2 separate regions of the Sus scrofa genome follow, and region 1 is linked to region 2. Evidence: chromatin contacts called from public Hi-C data. All regions are on one chromosome and are shown on one strand. Each heading gives the region's core, a stretch centred on a gene start, on an enhancer-like site or on the middle of the called end of the contact. The rest is flanking DNA. Distances are from core to core; before and after follow the strand shown.

Region 1 (3,571 bases), core at 256-2,755, 74 kb before region 2:
GTATTTTGGAGTCATTACAACCCTGATATAATGTACCATTCCTTCCATGGAATTATGGTTCCGGAGGATGACTTTTGCACTATAATAGTCAATTTTTTTCTTTTGCCTTTTTAGGGCCGCCCCTGTGGCATATGGAAGTTCCCAGGCTAGGGGTCGAACTGGAGCTGCAGCTGCCAGTCTACACCAGAGCCACAGCCACAGCAATGTGCTATCCGAACAGCATTTGCAACCTAACACCGCACCTTGCAGCAACGCCAAACCCTTAATCCACCGAGCGGGGCCAGGGATCAAACCCACATCCTCATGGACACTAGTCAGGTTCTTAACCTGCTGAGCCACAATGGGAACTCCATATATAATATTCTGAATCAAGGCTAAATTATGAAAAGAAGAAAAGTACATTATAAACTGTCAGCCACTGTTGTTCTAGGTAGATCCTTGGGATACAGTGGTGAACGCCAGCAACAACGAGCACGTGTGGCATTTGTTAGGAAGTGACAGTTCTTTCAGGAGATGTGATTTCGTGGTGCTTAGAGTCTGCGATGATACAGGGGTTGCATGCTATACCTCGGAAGCACAAGACTCTGGGGAAAAGCACAGCAGAGAAACCTAATCCAGCTGCAGGGGCAGGGCTGTGGGGAGGAGCAGTGTCAGGAAAGATTGCGCACGAGATTTTTCAACAACAGAAGACAACACATGGGCTTCACTGGCCCACCCACAGGCGATACTAGCCCATCAGGTTTTTGTAGCTTTGTTTTCTGCATGTTCATTCTTCACACGCGAACCCTCTGCACATGGTTTGTAATCAGTTTTTCCAAGTGGAAAACACCAGCCATTCTGCCCTTGAATCACTTTAAGAGTCTAAAGGGACAGGACCAGCAATTAGCAGCCAGGGCTGGAGTTGATCCCTAAGGAACTCCTGTTTCCTGCCTCTGCGTCAGTTTTTGTCTGGGAAATAACAGCTGAGCTCCATAACAAAGTACGATGCTGGGCATTTTCACAGAAATGTGTTCACCGATTTCTCACCGCAAGTGGTATAATGTCTACTTTACAGGTGAAGAAACCGCAGTTCACAGAGCTTAAAGCAACCTGACTTGCCCAGAAGACCCAATAACTAACATAAGGTGAAATGTGAATTCGAGACACTTAACTCCAAGACCAGGGCTCTTCCTACAAGGTGGAAGGTGTCTCTTCATCTTTATGAAATACTTATATATGTGAAAGCATCTGTGACTTGATTTTCTACTAACAAATGATAGTACTATTTGTTCTTCTCTAAAAACATTTGGGCAAAATTACCCCAAGTATTTTTGTCCCCGAGAAGTTACAAAAACACACAAAACCCATGTTTACTCTGCGTATCTTCCACCAAGGGCGTAACCAGACTGGCAGCAAGAAACAGGATTCGTGAGTAATGTCTTGGCTGAGAGTTCTCAGTAGCTTGAACTAAGCGTCTGACATTTGACAGAGCAGGGAAATGTCACACACAGCGAAGGACGCTTTCTCGGCCTCGAGTTTCCTGCCCCTTTGGTGCAAGTCTCCCCCCATCCGTAAACCACGGGCTCAACCCAAATATGGACTGGTGCTTGGAATATTAAGAGATCACTTCCTGGCAGAACTCACTGAAGTAAATTACAAATAAAAACATGACTAGAAATTAAATACCATAAGGTATTATGTAATGCACCATGTTCTGAGCAATTTTTTGATTACAGAAAAATGAGATAATAGCCTTAGAAAAAATTTACCCCAACATCACAAGAAACTATTCATCGTAGTCTTCTGTGGATAAAATAATACGCTTTTATGCCATTTTTGCAAAATGATTATTTTCTGATTTAAAGGAAAATTCAGGTTTCATGGACTATTTCCCCTGTATTTTCACGATAAATGTACATGTCAACTACTTCTGCCCTGTCTAGGGTTCCTTACTTTGTTCTCAGGCTAAGCCAAGGGGTAACGGTAGGTTCATTTCACACCGGCTCATGAGAGCTGGTTGTCGAATTATTGACAGCCTGAGACCAGCCACGGCGAGAACATTTACACCAAAGAAATCAACAAATACAAAAAAAAAGGAAAAAAAGGAAAAAAACCTAGGGCAGTAAGCTGGGTCCCCCCCCAAGAGCCTGTTGTTAAACATCCGTCAGCAAAGCACTGCTCTGGCCCCACCAGCACTTGAGAAGCCCACCTTTTGTTGACTTCATTGTGTCTCTTCTTTTTCTCTTTAAACTCTGATTTTGTGCTTTTACTTATTTTTTCCCCAAAGCCTACCCTTGAAAATATTGAGACTTAACTTCAAAGAGTTACAATATCATGACTAAGGATCTAAAGTAAACATATTCTTCCACCAAAATGTTCTCACAGGAAACGTCTCCCTGCTTTCTTGTCTGAATGGTCTGGTTTAGCACTTGCTCTGCGACTTTCCAAGCAGTCTCTTCCTTGTGCGGTTGCTAAGGGTAGAATTTTAGTCCCCGATACGAATATTTTGCTTGAAGCTTGTACATGTGTTCCTCATAAAACATAAATGTATGTAATAGCAATAGAAAAATGTCTAGTCTAAGAAAGTAATAAATTATACAGTGTTACGTATCACAGACCTTCTGCATCAAGTAGGGATCAACATTACACACGTGAGAAAGAGGACAAAGTCTATCAGTCCGCTTTTACTGAAGAAGAGACACAGGGAAGAGGCTGCAACTTCTGTAAAGGCAGCGAGAACTCAATTAGGCAGAAGGTTTTCTTCCAAGAGCAGGGTTTCCACAGACTCCTAGGCAAATAAAATAGGCTCTTGCTGCAATTTAGGTTCAGCCAATCACACCTACTTGCCCGAGTTCCGAAAGGCAGAAGTGAAGCAGAAACCACACTCTTGCTGACGTGTATGTTTTCAAGCTGGTGTTAGCAGAGGCTTCCGCATCCAGTAATTACCCTCCTGGTTGCTGGGAGATGGGCAGTGACACACACATCTGGCTGGCCACACCACCGTGTGTGTTCTAGAGCAACTTAAAGGAAAAGTTGGCAAACTTTTCCTTCAAGGGCTAGACAATAAATACCATGTGGTTTCTGCTGTCATTGTCATGTGAAAGTAATGACAGATAAGAAGTCAGCTGAAACCTATGGCTGTATGCTAAGGAAACCTTACGTATGGGTACTGAAGTTTGAAATTCATAAAATGCGTAGGTGCCACAAAACAGTATTCAACCCTTTGTACTGCTGGTGGGAATATAAGTTGGTGTAACCACCACAGAAAACAGTACAGAGGTTCCTCAGCATATTAAAAATAGAACTGCCACACGAATCAGCCATTTCACTCCTGGATATTTACTGAAGAAAATTAAAACACTAACTTGAAAAGATAATGGACCCCCACGTTCACTGCGGCACTATATACAGCAGCCAGTACATCCAAACACCCTGACTGAGTGTCTGCTGACAAATGAACGGACGCAGTGGAAGATTACTCAGCCAAAAAAGAAGGAAATCTTGCCATTTGTGACAACACAGGTGGGCTCTAAGGACATGCGCTAAGTCAAATAAGTCAGACAGAGATAAACGTTATATGATAAATAAATCA
Region 2 (3,644 bases), core at 486-2,985:
GCTACAGCTTCAATTCGACCCCTAGCCTGGGAAACTCCATACGCCATGGGAGAGGCCCAAGAAATGGCAAAAAGACAAAAAATAAATAAATAAATAAATAAAAGAATCGTCAAAGTAGAGAATCCAAGTGATATTGCAATATTACCCTGCCATTTACTCCTTTTAAAAACAGATTTTGCAAGTAGGACCAGAATCATGTTTCTAACTCATATCTCCTTTTTGCACAAATTTTAAATTAGAAACATTTTTTTACATGAATTGATTTCAACTCTGAAAAACACACTCCTAGGAGAAAACTATATTTCTACCAACCTGAGAATGAAGGTTCAGGGTGTAACATGCACCACTAATGCTCAAATATCATAAGAAGAGTCTTCAAGTAGGTCCAGCGCAATATGTATTTTTAAATATATTTTTTTAAAAAAACATACCAAACTAATTTCTATGCTTAGAGTTTATTAAAGTTTTATTTTTCTTCTTAAGCAAGACATATTTTTCTAAACCTATGCACTACTACCATATCTAGTTGCTGGGTTTTTTTTAATCAACATATTACTGGGTCTGTCTTGTGTTATTTGTTACACCGTCTGATGGTGGAAACTGTTCCAAACCTGCTATCAAAGAATTCCAACCTGCAAATATTCTGCTATCTAGACGCAAAACGTTTTCTCTTTTTTAATTGTTTGGTTTTCAGACTACAATAACCACTTGGCACTAACCAACTCAAGCCGTTACGGGAAAAAAAAAAAAAAAAAAAAAAAAAACACAAAACAGTTTTTTGTAAAAGCATTAACACCATTTTCCCACAGGAAACAATCATTTTTTAAGGCACTGGAAGTCGAAGCAAGGGTTCCCATACATAGTAAACATCCTTTCAATTGGTTTTATCAGATAATTTCCGTGAAAGGGAGACCTTATGAGAAATCTCACAATTCGATAGTAAAAAAAAAAATCAAGAAACGCTACACCTGAGGATCAAACCCCGGACCGAATGGCTTTTGGTCGGAAAGGTCACATCTGCTGTTTACACCCCCGGTAACCGTGAATGCTTGCGAGGCCACCACATCCTCGTGCAAGGGAATAAAAGAGCAAACACTCTCCGCAGGAGCATCTCTGGGTTGCTTCCACAAACCCAGGTTTCCAGCGCAGGGCGTGGGGCGGGGGGGGAAGCAGGGCTCGGGAATCAGCCCGGGGAGGCCCGCAGCCGCGGAGACAGCGCCCGAGGGATGGAGGCCTCGCTCGGCTGCGCCGCGGGCGGGGGGCTCTGGGACCCGAGACCCCGCGGGGTCTGGCGGAGAGGCCCGCACGGGACCCTGATGCCCGGATCGCCTGGTTACGCCCCCACTGCTCGCAGCAGGAGGGAGCGTCCGGCCCTCCGCTCCCCCACCCCCCGAAACACCCCAGCGTCGCTCCCCATCGCCCGCAGCCCTTGACCCTGACCCCGACCCGACCGCGACAGCGCCCTCTCCAGGCCGCGGTGGAGGACACAGGCCAGGCCGCCCTCCCCGGAGGCGGCGGCGGCGGCTCCCGGGCAGCGCGGTCCCGGGGGAGGACGGCAGCTGGGCCTCGGCCTGTCCCCAGGGGCAGCGGGCGCAGGGCCGCGAGTGGGCAGCGCCTCCGCCCTGCCCGAACAAAGCGGCCGCGGCGCGCCGGGCGCGGGGCTGGCCGGGGGGCCGGGGGCCGGGGGCCGGGGGCGCGCGGGCCGGGGGCACTCACCGGAGGGCGGGGGGGCGCGGGCGGGCCTGGCCGGGCGGGCGGACCGCGGCCGGCCGGGCTCCACGCCGGGGGCGCGCTGGCCTCGGGGAGGGGGCGGCGGGCGCGGCGTCCACGGCGGGGCCCGGGAGCCCCGCTGCGGGGGCCCGGGCTTCGGGCCGGGATCGATGCTGCGGCCGCGGGGTGCGGGAGCCGGTCGGCCGGGGCCCGGCCGCGGCGCTAGGCGGCCGGAGCAGCGACGCCGCCGCCTCTCCCTTCTCCGGCCCGGCTCCCTGCTCGCCCGCGTCCTCCTCCTCGCTGGGTCCCCGCCGCCGCCGCCGCCTCAGCCTCGGCGCTGCTCGGGCCTCTGCTCTCCATCAAGGCCGGGCCGCCGCGCGGGCAGCATCCCGGCCAGTGCGGGGCTGCCGCCGTCTCCCGCAGCTGTCGGTGGCCATCTTTAATCCTCCTCCTCCTCCTGCCGCTGCTGCTGCTCCTCCCGCTTTCTCCTCCTCCCGCGGGCCGCCTGACTGACTGGCTCTGGATCCTCCTCTTTCCCCGCCCGCTCCTCCTACCGCGCCGGCCGCAGAAATTGCAACCGCTCTTCCTCTTAACCCTCCGGCCTTTCCTTCCTCTTTCCCGACTTCCTTCCCTGCCCTCGGCTTCCCGCTTTCCCCTCTGTCCTACGAGCCGGTCCACCCGCTTCTGCAGGCAGCGGGCGCTCGATGCTCTGAGCCAGAGGCGAGCCCCCGTGCCCTCTTGTCCCTGGCCCGCTTCCCTGCCCGAGGCACACGCCCCGGCTTGCTTCCTTCTGCTGGTCCTGCCCTCAGCTGCTCCCGTTTTCCTCTCGTCCCGCGGTGCTGGGTTCCACTGCCTCCGAAGACTCAGCTGGGAGAACACCTGCGCTCCGCCCTCCTCAAGCCCGCGCCCATTTGCGGGAGGGTCAGACCGCGGTGGAGGGAGCGGGGCTGCTTCAAGTTGCTCCTCCGGCTGGTGTACAGAAGGACTGCCCACGCTCGCGGTTGTACTGCGCACCTTTGAAACTCCTGGCTGGTGTCGTGTTTGGCTCTGACCCGACAAAGAACCGAGGGGTTGAAGAGCCCAGTCTCGGTTGCCTTCTCTCCGTGACCTTGAACTGGCCGCCTTTTTTTTTTTTTTTTTTTCTCCTTCATGTAAATGGCATTATTTATACCTTGGCAGTCCTAACTCACACAGTATCTAGACCCAGTTAGCACGCTTTGGTAACCTAGAACTGCTCAGTGATCCTCAGTTTGCCCCTCTGGTGTTCGTTCCAAATCAACCCAGCGGACAATCGGGAGCATGCTTTAGTTCTGGCAATGGAGGCAAACTGAGTCAGCAGTTACGAGGTGGACTCCCTTAAACAGGCTTAGAGTGGGGAAGTGGTAATATCATCATTCTAATGACAAACATGTTTTCCCTAACGCTGCAATCTACAGAGGTCTGTGGATTTCCTCTAATAAAGATGAAGCAAGCTAGACTTGTTGTTTGCTCCTTTTTAGCCACTTGGTCTTTGGCAAAGGGACCCATTTGTAAGGATTCGCTCATGGAGTGTTTCAAGAGTCAATATTCAGGGCACATTATATGTGATCACTTTGGGGGAAGAATCACAGCTTCCGCCCCTTTGGCACAGTGGCTATTAAAAAAAGGCACCTTGTCCTTTCAGAATAAGATGGCTAGATGTGTTCAGTGGTTATTCCTTTCAATAGGCCAAATCTGGGGAGAAATGTTTTAAAATGTAGTTTTATACTCTACTTCAGAGTGAGTAATTTTTTTAAGTTCAAATGTAAAATTAGGTTATTATAAAAATGTAACAGTTTCAAGTTGTTTGAAAAGAATATGTCAAAACAAACCTAAAGTATATTTTAATTAAAAAAAAAAAAATACTGGTATGCTTTAGGGGGCAGGGAGGTAGGGTTCTAATCTTTCTCTTTGAT

What was found. A called contact is a pair of places that touch in the nucleus more often than the background predicts.
Region 1: a contact with region 2 is called in a Hi-C map of subcutaneous adipose tissue, with 2.4 times the contacts expected there. The contact joins the enhancer-like site here to the promoter of WDFY3 in region 2. A contact is called at or near these places in 2 of 5 promoter capture datasets (fetal skeletal muscle and liver), 10 of 47 Hi-C or Micro-C datasets (adipose tissue, alveolar macrophages, embryonic fibroblasts and 5 more) and 2 of 2 datasets of contacts at active chromatin or transcription factors (alveolar macrophages and skeletal muscle).

Annotation. Positions count from the first base shown.
Region 1 is chr8:133,737,520-133,741,090 of Sscrofa11.1, reverse strand. All of the region lies in intron 2 of WDFY3 (WD repeat and FYVE domain-containing protein 3), which reads right to left. Among named protein-coding and RNA genes, the nearest start is that of WDFY3, 74 kb to the right of the region's middle. Within about 2 kb of position 1,505, at least 31 of the 83 cell types and tissues checked have an H3K27ac peak or open chromatin away from gene starts, as enhancers often do. A contact at or near this core is called in adipose tissue, alveolar macrophages, embryonic fibroblasts and 5 more, where this site is marked.
Region 2 is chr8:133,663,676-133,667,319 of Sscrofa11.1, reverse strand. It overlaps WDFY3 (WD repeat and FYVE domain-containing protein 3), which reads right to left and starts at 1,735. Exons shown (of 68, transcript XM_021101795.1): 1 at 1,717-1,735.